Linked DNA regions of Mus musculus: region 1 is linked to region 2. The links are chromatin contacts, called in public Hi-C maps. All regions are on one chromosome and are shown on one strand. Each heading gives the region's core, a stretch centred on a gene start, on an enhancer-like site or on the middle of the called end of the contact. The rest is flanking DNA. Distances are from core to core; before and after follow the strand shown.

Region 1 (6,105 bases), core at 683-3,182, 130 kb after region 2:
TATCTCCCAATACTTCTTCCCAGTCTCCCCAGGTGGTCACAGAAGAGCCAGCTCGTGGGAATGGGTTCTGGTTCCCCTTCTTTCCAGGACATGGGGGACCTGGGGCCAGAGTGTGCTGCCAGCCCTTGGGAGCTACAGGCTAAGCCTGAGGGTGTCAGACTGGGCTCTGCTAGGCAAACACTTTCCCAGAAGCCAGTGTGGGAGGCAGCCTGGAAGCAAATGTCCTAGAAGTAGGCACAGGACGTGCCAGAGGTGACACAGCCCTTGGGGGACATGCCCCGGAAGGTAGGGCAGTGGGTGACCCACTGTCCTGGTTTTCCCAAGCAATAGTTCCCACCATGGGGACTTTCAATGACAAAACCAATCAGGAAAGTCCCTGGCAAGCCACATGGCTGGCCACCTTAACGAAGCCACCTGCCTTTCCTCAGCTGCCTCCCATCTCCATTTCTTCTTTTTCAAAGATTGTGTGTGTGTGTGTGTGTGTGTGTGTGTGTGTGTGTGTGTGTGTGTGTAGGTATCTTCAGAGTCCAGAAGGAGGCATCAGATCTTCTGCATCAGGAGTTACAGGTGGTTGTGAACCACTGAAGGTCAATGTTGAGAACTGAACTCGGGTCATCTACAAAAGCAGCAAGTAGTTTTACAGCTGGGCCATCCCTCCAGCCTCCTGATTTCTTTAGAAATACATAAAATCTGTGTTGTCACCAATATGGGCCTTGTCACCATCTACCCAGGTGGCTCACAATGTCTCAGAGAGCATGAAAATGCAGAGCTCGTATAATGTCTGTAGTCCTTGCCTCCGTGATAGCCACCCCCCTACACACACACACACACACACACACACACACACACACACACACACACACACAGTGCAGCAAGTCACCTGTGCACAATGTCAAAAATAAGTACAGTGTTTCTTCTCTGATCATTCTCAAATTTGAATGTGTCACAACTCTGAGGTATTCCTGGCACAGTTCTCCTGGGTTGTATCTCATAACAGGAAGTAGGGAATGGCCTACAGATACAGCTTGGGGCACATCAAGCTATGGGCAACACGGAAGCAGCCACCACACTCATCCAGGAAGGTTCTAGAATGTATTGGTGGCCAACAAAGCCCTAAGTTATCATTTCACGGGCAGGAAACAGAAGGCATGCACCTCAAGAAGTCTGAGGAGTAGGTTGCTGGGTCTCTTGGGTTTCTCTCTGACATCAGGATAGCCATCAGGTGACATCTTTCTCCTGCCCCTGCCATCCTGTATTGGTTTAACTAGTTGTGAGATTTTGTAAAATGAAAAGAAGCTATCCTAGCAGGGCTGCTGCTGTGGTGTCCATGGTGGGGGTTGGGTAGCATTGGCTGGAGCTGGGTCAGTCCCAGTCTGTTCCTAGCAAAGAAGATGCAAAGGAGCCATATTTGGGTCTGACTAGACAGGAATCTTTTGTCCCCAAACTGAGAATTTAGCCCTGTCATAAGTTTGTTTTCTTAGGAAGGTTCTGGGGTCTTAGGAGCTGGAGGAGGTCAGCCACTGGGAACTGATGCAAAACACATGGACTCAGCTCACTACCAGAGACTGTCATGTGGCTCCTAAGACTCAGAGCTTCAGGATGGATGTATCCTGTCATCTTCAGGCACAGCTGGATCTAGGTGCTCAAACACAGCCACTGACTTCTCTCTGCAACCATTCCTTGACCGTCTTCGTCCACACTACCTCTGTCTCCACAGCTTCCTTCATTGTTTGTGTCTCTGCTTCTCTTGGTGTCCTCAGTTGCAGACAGGCACCCTTCGGGATAAGAAAGGTGACAGTTGTCACCCTTGTCTCTTGAGCCAAGTGACAGCTCCCCCTGCTGGCTGGGTAGGAAAAGTCACAGGGAGACTCTTGGTCAGCTTGTGTCACATGCCTACCCCACTGTGACTGTGGTCAGAGAAGAGTCCTCACACTGCCAGTCCCTCCAAACCACACTATGAGAACTGAAAAAGGCACACGGTTCTTCAAAGAAGATGTTGTCATGGAGGAAGGTCAGAGCCAGCGCCACCAAAGATCACAGATGCCACGGTGGCCATGGGAAGCAAAGACCTTCAAGTCCTAGATCAATTCCAGAGACTCCAAGTTTCAGTAACTGTGATCCTCGGTGTGTCCAGAAGGGAGAGCACACTCAGATACTGCAGCTTTGGAGAGACGTAGACGAGAGCAAGCAGGTTCCTAGGTAGAGCAGAAAGGGATCATGACTCTGAACCCAACCTCAGGTTGCCTTTCACTACTTCACCCTCATGTCACGTGTGAGGTGTCACTGTGCATATCTGTCTCAGTTACTGACATCTGCCACTGCCACCACCACCACCGATACTGTCATCACCACTACCACCATCAGCAGCATCACCACCAAAACCATCACCATCATCCATACCACTATTAATCACTGCCATTACTACTACCAACAGCACCAGCATCATCACCATCCCCTCATCACTGTCACCATCCAAAGGGCGCTATCACCATACCCGGGACCGCCAACACCTCCTCTGTCAGATCCACCACTACGTTAACTGTCACCACCCATCATCACTGTCATACCGACACAACTCACACACTCCTACTTCTCTCACCATTAAAAATAAGCCTCATATCCACATCAATCAACAGTGCTATTACCATAGCAACAGCAGTCTTTCTGACTGGAAGTTTATTACGGAAGTTCGATGTGCGGGTATGGATGCCACTAAAGAAAGGAGCACCGGGCCACTGCAACCCAAAGCTTCACCTTCCGGTGAAGGTGCAGAGATCTTAGAAGTGAAGAGACTAACCAAGACAATCTGGGGGACTAAAGGACTGGGGTTCCAGACCTGGGCTCAGATCCAGAGCCTGCTGGCTCCTTATCCAGGCTGAGTCACCTGCTTCCCAAGCCTGTCTCCTCCATCCCTAGGAATGACTGTTCTTCCAGCTGCTCAAACACTGGGGAATCGCTGCCCTTCTCTCCTGGTCCCACCACAGCCAAGCCACAAGTCAGCCCCGAGTTCTCTACCTCCCAGTGAGACCGATCTGTGTCTTAAATGGCCTATGAAGCCCTGAGTCCCTGTCCCATATCTGACTGTCATCTCAGACTTCAACTCCCTACTCTGATTCTGTCTGAGGTGCAATAAAGCCTTTTAAAGTGAGTAAGCCCAACTTCGTCCCCGCCTCAGGGCCTCCGTGTCTGTCGTTCTTGTGTGTTCCCCAGACTTTCATGTAGCTGGCTGCCTCTCATTCAGGCTTTACTGTTAACTAAGGCAAAGCCACTCCCCATCTCCTGTAACTGAAGCATCCCAGCCTGGCGGCTCCATCAGACCTGCAAGCAGTGTCCCTTTGAATGCACCGTTGCGTTTCTGTACATTATTCAGCTTTTTAGCTACAGCCCAAGCCCCAGGGGGACATGGACGGTGCCTGGTTCTTAGAGGTGGCCCCAGGACCTCACACAATTTCTGACAGACACACACTTGGAATCATTGATGGGTGACTGACTTCATTTGAGTGGGCCAATACAGTGCCCCAACTCCAGATTCTGAACCTCTTATTTAATGTTCTGGTTAATTACCTGCTGGTCATTCTCTCATCATCTGTCTACTCGTCAGCCATGTGTCCCCTTAGCCTTTTTTGTTCACCATCCTTTGTCCATCCATCCAATAGTTACCCATGCTATCTGTCCCCCATGCATCCACACTCTACCTGGTCCATCTAACTACATATTCGCACACCCCTGAGTCTACCCATTCCCCACCTATATGTGCATCTATCCCTCCATCCAACCAACATCTGGCCGCCCTTCCATCTATCCAATCAACATCTACCCATCCACCCACTCAACCATCCTCCCTTCTATCATTTACCTGTCCAACCAATTAGCATCCACCCATCCATCAATATCCCATCTTCCATTCACCCATTCATTCGTCCATCCAAACAACCAACACATACCTCCTTATTGACTCATCTGTCCACACAGCAAATGTCTACTCATTCACCCACACATCCACCTGACCCCCAGCCTTGTCCTCTCTTTGCCTCATTTCTCCACAGCATGAGTTGGTCCAGGTAGGAACTATGCCACCCCAGTGGGAAGATCAGACCACACCCCAGAAGGCTGTTCTTGCTCTTAAATAGTAGGTCCACACATTCCAGAGCCACTGTGAGAGAGTCAAGATTATGCACCACTCTGAAAAGTAGCTGACATTATATAAAGCTCATGGTGGGGGCGTGAGGGTCCCAGGTGAGGTCTGGTCAGTATGCTAGGGCAAGAGGAAAGAGTGTGATGGAGTTGATGAGAATCTTCCTGGAAGAGGCAAGGGTAGAGCTGGTCTACATAGAAACGGAGGAAGCATGGGCTGAGAAGTCTGCTGTAGAGATGGAAATGAGTGGGCACTGTTAGTACTCATGGTCAGTACCTGGTAAACTCCTACTCACACCACAAGGCCTAACCTCATTTGCCCCATTCTGAGACGGCATCATCTCCAAACTACCTACTCTCATCCCAGACAGTTAATATTAGTAACAACAATGGCAATATTATAATTCTGGTGACCATTATTAAGTAATATCTGTGCTGAATGCCCTGTGACATCATCATATCCAATATTATAGCAGTTTGTGATTTACCTACTTCACCATTGCTTTTAAAATGATAACCAGAGACTTGGGATGAGTCACTGGGACACCCAGAACTTGGCCCACACCTTCTTAGTTTCCAGCCTTCATTGAAGCAACATGGAGATTTATCTTCTGTCAGCCACTCTCTTTCAAATGTACACACTGTGCATGCCATGGTGGGGCAAAGGCAGTTTGATGATATTTGATTATCTGAAGCCTAGCAGAGGAGGCAACCTTGCATAAATGTGTTGGATGGATGGATGGATGACTGAATAGATGGTGTACATATGTATGACTAGAAGGTGAGTAAGTAAGGGATGGATTAAAGATGGATAGGTAGTGGTGGATACATGAACTGATGGATAAAGATGATGGATGGACAGGTAGATGGGTGGATGGATGGATGGGTGAGTGGATGGATGGATGGGTGGGTGGATGGATGGATATAGATCATATGTGCATGAATGGATAGATGATAGATGAATGATGGATAGATGATGGGTGGATGGATGATAAATGGATAGGCAGATAAATGGTATAGATGATGGATAGGTAGTGAATGATAGATAAGTATAGATGATTGATGGATGGATGGGTGACAGATAGATGAGCCAGTAAGTTACATCCCTCCATGTCCTCTGCATCAGCTCCTGCTTCCTAACCTGCTTGAGTTCCAGTCCTGACTTCCATTGGTGATGAATAGCAGTGTGGAAAGTGTAAGCTAAATAAACCCTTTCCTCCCAAACTTGCTTCTTGGTTGTTATGTTTTGTGCAGGAATAGAAATCTATGATCGGGTGGTGGCTTTCATGGCTGTCTTATGTGAAAGTGTTCTTTTGCTGTATTGGAGAGCTGAGACACTGGAGGTCCGGCCTCTCTCCCTTCTCTGTGTACAGTCCCCTCTTCTTCATGGCCCTTCTCCAGTCACACCTCACACCTCCCCAGTCCCTTGAGGTGCTCCACGTTTTGGGAGGACCCTCACTCCTCCACCCACTGGCAGATGTCATAGGCCTTCCCCCCATAGCTCCCCCTGCCCCAGCTGTCCACCCTTACAAAGCCTGGACTGTTCTATGAGGGCATGCCAGCTGGAACGAGGTACTTCCTGTCTAACAAGACCTTGTGCACAGAGCCTGCAGGCAGCTGTCAGCTCAGGGCATGCAGCCGGATCTAGAAGCTGCTGGGACCAGTGCCCTCCCAAGTCCCTCAGCAGAGGCTCGCCTGAGTCCAGCCTTCAGGCCTCAGACACAGAGAGAGCTCCTGATGTCTTCGTCCTTGGAGAAGACCATGTCTGTGGGAGGCACAGTGTCAGCAGCCTCGTTTGGGTCTTGGGACGAGTGGGATCTGCTGGTTTGGGTGTCAGTCATCAATGACCAGGACAGAGATGGGAAGGCAGAACTTATGCCAGGATGAGCGCCACTGTTCACTCTAAGCTAGTCTCAGGGAGAGGCTACTGAGGGTCCTCTGGGTGTCTCAGGTCACCGTCTAGCTCTGCCA
Region 2 (6,617 bases), core at 3,835-6,334:
GGGAGGTATCCATTGCAGCCAAGGGCACAGGGCTCACACTACCCAGATCACCACCGCAAAGGCAGACTTCACCATGCACGTGGCAGTTCTCTGCTTCTCCATTATGGTACCACTACGCCTTCACCTGCTCCCTGTCCCCTCTTGCCAGGCACAGTGTGGGATGTGCTGTCTCCATCCTCCACCTCCGAACCCCTGTGGTCTACTCTCCCCCAGCTGTCATTTGATAGCAGATAATAGTCAGGACATCACCCAGGGAGTGAGGCAAGGCATGGAAGGTGCCGCCCAACTCTTTCCTTGACTTCCAAGTGCTGGAATTAAATGTTTGAGCTACTAAGCCTGGGTGGTGGTGTTTGTTTGTTTGTTTGTTTTACATTTCATTTTATTTTACATTATTACATTATTTATTCTTGGTAGAGGACATAGGCATGCCATAGCATTGATGGAAGTCAGGAACAGCTTGTAAGAGTGGGTTATCTCCTTCCACCGTGTGGGTCTTCGGCATTGAATTCAGGTCGTCTTCAAGGCTTGGTGGCAGATGCCTTCCTCCTGAACATAGATGATGACTTTTGAGGCAGGGTTTCTTGGAGCCCAGGCTGCCCTCTTCCAACTTGTAGGCAGCTGAGGATGACCTTGAACTTCTGACCCTCCTGTCTCTAGCTTCAAAAGTGCTGGGATTACAGGTGTGCACTATCACTTTGCACCTCTTTTTGAACTTGGGAATCCAACAAGATTGCATCGTGTGTATCCATGTGTATTCATGACAGCCTTTTCTGCCCTAATCATCCTATTTGTGGTGCATATAAACAGCACTTATCTGAAATTTTTGTGGTTATAATTTTCAACAAGGAGACTACCTTAGGGATACTCACACCATATCCATACCAAAACAAGAGGCTACAGTTGGCCACAATAGTTGTTCATCCCCTGTGAGACAGGCCATTTGAGACATGCGTGGCTAACAGTCCAGCCAGTCAGCTCAAGTTCAGATCTTAGTGTATCATGCCCTGGAGGCTAAGAATTCCAAATCAAGGTGCTGCCTAGCAGGCTCCTCCAAATAGTTCAGTTCTTGGCTTACAGATTGCATCTTCTCCCTGGCCTCACATTAGTAAGCTCTGTGGGGCTATGTCCTGACCCATGGTCAGACTGCATCTTGGTCTTCCTAGTGAGCTCACCTCTCATCTCCAGAGTCAGTTGCAGGCTAGATGTGTGGCGGACACAACCCTATGGGTGTCAGTGGATGGGCCCCCTTAGGACACCCTGTGCGCAGTAGCTCTAAAATCTCAACAGCCTCTCACAAGCATATAACAAGTCTATCAGTTAACCCAAAGCAGCTGCTGGCAGAAGAAAATCTGGATTTTTCTAGCTGAGGAGGTGAAGCCTGAGTAAGGAGTGAGGCGCTAGGAGGATGAAGACAGGGCGGGGTCTTCCTGCTCATCCACTCACTGTTCTGTGAGACCGGCACAGTGGTGCCATGTAGCAGTCAGCTCAGGCTACTGTTCGAAGCACCTTAGGTTAGGCAGCTTAAATAACAGAAATGTATTGTGGCACATTCTGGCGGCAGGAAGTCCTGATTAAAACCCTAGTGGGGTTGGTGGCCGGTGAGGACTCTCTGACCGGCCGGCGGCTGCTCTTTCTGCCGGTGGTGGAGATAGGCGATTCGAGATCTCTAGGGAGGTGGAGACAGGAGGATGTCAAGAGCTCACTGGTCAGGTCATCTAGCCAAACCAGTGAGCTCCAGGGGCCACTAGAGAAGCTGTTGAGAAATAAGGTGGCAGATTATTGAGGAAGTACCTGATGTCAACCTCTGGCCTCCACATGCACATAGGCATGTGTGTGTGTGTGCACAAAATGAAAAAAGAACCTTTATACTCCCTTTATCCTTATTCTTAGTATTTTATCTAGTTTTGAAACAAATTAAGTATCAGGGTGCGATTTTCCAATCTCGCTTCTGATGGTGCATATTCATGCGGACCTGTGCGAGGGTATGAACACTATTGATTTTGTAATGCAGGCTTCTCCTAGATTTCCCACAGGCTGCTGGGGTGTCCTGTCACTTGTAGACAATTATTTCATCCCCATCCCCTGTCCTCCTCCCAGACTTCCATTCCATTGACTTACTTTCAGATAAAGGCTCACTATGTCACTCTGGCTGGCCTGAAGCTCACTCTGTAGCCCAGGATGACCTCAGACTCACAGGGGTCTGCCTCCTCTGCCTTCCCAGTGCTGGGGTTAGAGGGGTCTACTGCTACTGCCTGCCCTGGTGTGGTGAGCCACACTTGTAGAGGTCTGCAGACAACTTGCTGGAATTGATTTTTTCCCTTTACCATGAGATCCTAGAGATTTCATCAGGCTTAGTGGCAGATGTCTTTACCCTGTAAACCATCTCACCAGCCCCAGTTGGTTGATATAATCTCCTGTGCCCTGTATAAAGTGCTGATTTCTGTACCTGAAGAAAGATGACTACAGACTTTGGTATTGTTATTTTTATGAAGACCTCCTGTCTCAGTGTTTTGTAAACATTCTTCTCATCACCTTCTGATTGCTTTAATAAAGAACAGAATGGCCTATGGCAGGGTAGGAGAGGAAAGGTGAGACATCCAGACAGAGAGAGAAACTCTGGGGAAAGAGTCAGAGACGGGAGATTCCCCAGCCAGAGACAGAGGAAAGCAACACACATGGCAAGCGACGCACATGGCAGAGTTTAGATTACAATAAACGGGTTAATTAGATTATATGAGCAAGTCAAGGAAATGGCTGGAGCTAAGGCTGGAGCTACCTGAATAAATATAAGTCTCTGTGCCATTCATTATTCAGGAGCTGGCAGGTCAGAGACAGTCCCATGGTACTAATCTTTTAAATTTTTAAAATGGTGAGTCTGTGTGTGAGGCCTTGTGCACTTGAACACAGTGCCTCAAAGGTCAGAAGAGGGCGTCAGTTCCCTGAGGGCTGGAGCTACAGGCAGATGTGAGCTACCATGTGGGTGCTGGGAACTGAACGAACCTGGATCCTCTGTAAGAGCAGCCAGAACTCTTACAGAGCCATCACTACATGGCCCCACACACCAGGTCTTATCTTCTTTCTTGGTCTTGTCTGATTGCATTTGCTACCACCTCTAATGGAGGTGGATGACAGTGGTGTCAAGGCTTGTTGCTACTTCAGGGGTGGCACCTTTGACATTTCAACCTTTTTTTTTTTTTTTGGTTTTTCAAGATAGGGTTTCTCTGTATAGCCCTGGCTGTCCTGGACCTCACTTTGTAGACCAGGCCGGCCTCGAACTCAGAAATCCGCCTGCCTCTGCCTCCCGAGTGCTGGGATTAAAGGCATGCGCCACCACGCCCGGCCAACATTTCAACCTTTAACATAGTATGCATGAGGCTGGGTGGTTACCTCAGAGTCATCTCTGTCTCTTCATTGGTCTCCCAGGGATTCTGCGAAATGCTATCCCCATTATCGAAACTTTGACCATCCTGGAGCAAACCTTTGGTGCACTCGAGTCACAAGCTCCTTGGTGCTTTGAAGCCTGCTCAGTTTTCCTGGGCATCTTAATTCAACCTGCTTATATTTTATTTGAATTTCTCTTTTGAGATTCAGAAAAAAGAGATATGTCTTGGGCTGCAGATAAGTCAGCAGTATTTAAGAGTGCTTGCTGTTCTTCCAAAGGACGGGAGTTGGGTTCTGACGTACAATTCTGGCCACTCACAATTGCCTGAAACACCAGCTCCAGGGGATCCCACACTCTGGTCTCTGAGGGCACCTCTGCTCATGTGCACACACCCATACACTCGTATACACAATCACAAATAAGATAAATCATTGAACAATTTATCTAAAGTTTTTGTCAAGTTTGGAGATCAATGTTGCACTTTGTTTATAAAATTATCTTACTTTTTTGCCAGGATAGGGGAGATGGCTCAACTGGTAAAGGTGTTTGCCACCTAACCTAAGACCCCACATTCTATCCCTGGAATCCACATGGTGGAAGGAGAGAATCAGCCCACACAACTTGCCCTCTGACCGCCACACATCACAGCACATGGTCCAACCCCCTCCCCATAAATAAAATAAAAAAATATTCTTTTGTCTCATCTATGCCTGAAAGAGCTTTGAACGGGAAATGAGAACTATTTAAAGCAGTGTCTGTGGATCCCTCTGGGCTTGGAGGGCAACGAAGGTGTTTTTAATCCCCTCACATTCTCTCTCTTTCTCTCTCTCTCTCTCTCTCTCTCTCTCTCTCTCTCACACACACACACACACACACATACACACACACACACACAGACACACACACAAACACACACACAGACACACTCCAAATCTTCTTTGAACTCTGTAGCAGAGGCTGGCTTTGAACCCCTGATTCCCCTTCCTCAATCTACCAATGGCTGGGACTGCAGGTGTGTGCCACCACACCCAGCTTTAAACTTTACTGTTAGGAAGAGTGTGGGGATAAATACCCATCCTTTCTTCCTTTACGCCCTTGTTCATTTTGTTTTTTTATGAGCTTATCTCTTTGTAAGTAACTGTTATCACAGAGGGTCTGAGATTTAGACTCTGATCAGCCTATCCACCTGGTCTCCACCCCTCCTGCTGAGCCCATATAAGTTCTTGCTAGCCATCAGTGATACCAATGATGCCAACTTTTTATGTCTTTGCCAATCTGATAGATAAATCAAAACCAAAAGCAAAAGTCCTTGGGACATTTCAATTTGTGTTCTTTAATTAGTGCTGAAGTTGCTCTCTCTCTCCATATATGTGTGTGTGTGTGTGTGTGTATGTGTGAGTGTGTGTATAAGTTAATATATTATTTTTCAATATATTATTACATAATATATTGTTATAACATAACCTTTTGTCATGCTTTTCAAGAGCTCTTTATATATTACAGATCCTTAAATATCTCACTGGTCAGCTAAAATCTCTCTAGCATGTAGAACTTGTTACAGAATTTTTTTTTTTAAATTTCACAGTATGCAAGTTTACTGTACTGGGCAGAGGCCAAAGTGAGGATGATTCAGTCTTGGGTCATGCGAAGAACTTGAACATGCCCTTTGAATATCCAGAGCTAACTTGAGAATTTGACTCAGCTCTTCAGTGTTCCAGTTTCAACAAGCTCTTCATAGGAAATGAGGGGGAAAAGAGGCTGGGACTGTGAGAACTCCTATCAGCTGAAAACTTACTAGAGACACAAGGAACCCTGCAGGTTAAAATTCATTTCCTGAGCAGCTGCTGGGGAAGCCAGAGTCTTTCTCAGGTTGTTTGGGCCTTGCACCATTGTTGGTTGGGTTCCTCCATGAAGGGTTGGTTGGTCCCTCCACGAAGGGAGGGAGATGTCTGCACTGTTTTGAGTCTCAGGATCCCTTTCCTATCCAGCTGTGGTTTTGCCACTTTGAGGGGCCCTGGGAGGAAACTGTGAACTTGTCATCTGGAGATCAAGCCTTTTTGTAAGACTTCTGTTAGCTCCCAACCCTGGGTGAGGCCAGGTCTCGGAGGGCCTTGTGCCAACCCAGCCTGATAGCCACAGGGAGGGGCAAGGCGGGTCCTCTCATGTGGAATCACCCATACATAGTTTGGCAAGCAGTTTTTTGAAACAAAGCAAACTATCAGGCCAAAGGTTTCAGACCCATAAAATAGAGCCTGGTGGTGTCTCGGAGGATGAGAGGGGTTGGCAGGCCCTGCCTCCCATCACTGAAAGTCTATTCCGAGAAGACAAAGATGGCAGGCCTGTGTAGGTGCCATTAAAATGGACCTTCCTTGTGTCATGGCCTGAAGCCTGCTAGGAAATGCTCTTGTGGGGCTGAGGAGGAGGCTAGGGGGGAACCACAGCAGTAGAGATAGCTGTGTCAGGAGGTCACAGAAAGAAGGGAGTCTGGGAAATCTCAGCCCAAAGCCCTGGTAATATCCAGACAGCCACTGCCACCCCCATGGTGACCAGTATGAGCTGTGAGGAAGCCACCAAGGATATAAGATAATGATTCAGAGGGCTCCCTGGGGGTCAGGCACTGAGGGACACAGAGGGCATGTGAACCAGCCTGCTGGGGGGTCAGGGAAATAGCACAGGATCCCAGTGGGAAGGAGAAGGTGCGCTGAGAGGACTGGACGTCGAACAGGGTCTATGACATCCAGGGACAGGGCACAGGGCCGATGTCCAGGATGGAAGCCAGGGGCTCTCTGTGGTGGCGGTGAGACTCTTCAGGCCGGGGAAAGGACTCACACTGCAGCGAGAAAACGCTTTGACTCCTAAGCAGAGAGTGAGGTTTGGGAACCCCTAGTGATGGGCAGCAGGGGTTGGGAACTCTCCAGACAGTGCCCCAACCCCCATCCAGGCCGCAGGCCAGGCTTCTCCCATGCAAGCCAGGGCTGTATCATGATCTACCTTGTGTAGCATGTGCTGGGGGTTGACATCAGGGAATGGAGTGGTGGAGGTGTGTGTCATGTGAGTGTGTGATTGAGTGTCCACCCAGAGATGACAAATGGCCACCATCAGTTACAGTATTTGACTTCCTCTCATAGAAGCACAGGACCCTGTCTCCGCTCCATTCTAGAGTTCATGTGTGTTCTATTGGGGGAATTGAATCCAGGAACTGGCACATGCCTGTCTGCTCAATGATGTTGAACTT

Evidence for each region. A called contact is a pair of places that touch in the nucleus more often than the background predicts.
Region 1: a contact with region 2 is called in a Hi-C map of bone marrow-derived macrophages, with 60 read pairs. The contact joins two enhancer-like sites. A contact is called at or near these places in 7 of 484 Hi-C or Micro-C datasets (ECoMG-derived neutrophils, bone marrow-derived macrophages, double positive thymocytes and 3 more) and 4 of 115 datasets of contacts at active chromatin or transcription factors (the HPC-7 cell line, embryonic fibroblasts, embryonic stem cells and 1 more).

Annotation. Positions count from the first base shown.
Region 1 is chr7:145,096,684-145,102,788 of GRCm38.p6, forward strand. No RefSeq gene overlaps it. Among named protein-coding and RNA genes, the nearest start is that of Gm46023, 31 kb to the left of the region's middle. Within about 2 kb of position 1,933, at least 13 of the 459 cell types and tissues checked have an H3K27ac peak or open chromatin away from gene starts, as enhancers often do. A contact at or near this core is called in bone marrow-derived macrophages and pancreatic cancer cells, where this site is marked.
Region 2 is chr7:144,959,052-144,965,668 of GRCm38.p6, forward strand. No RefSeq gene overlaps it. Among named protein-coding and RNA genes, the nearest start is that of Ccnd1, 23 kb to the left of the region's middle. Within about 2 kb of position 5,085, at least 51 of the 459 cell types and tissues checked have an H3K27ac peak or open chromatin away from gene starts, as enhancers often do. A contact at or near this core is called in bone marrow-derived macrophages and pancreatic cancer cells, where this site is marked.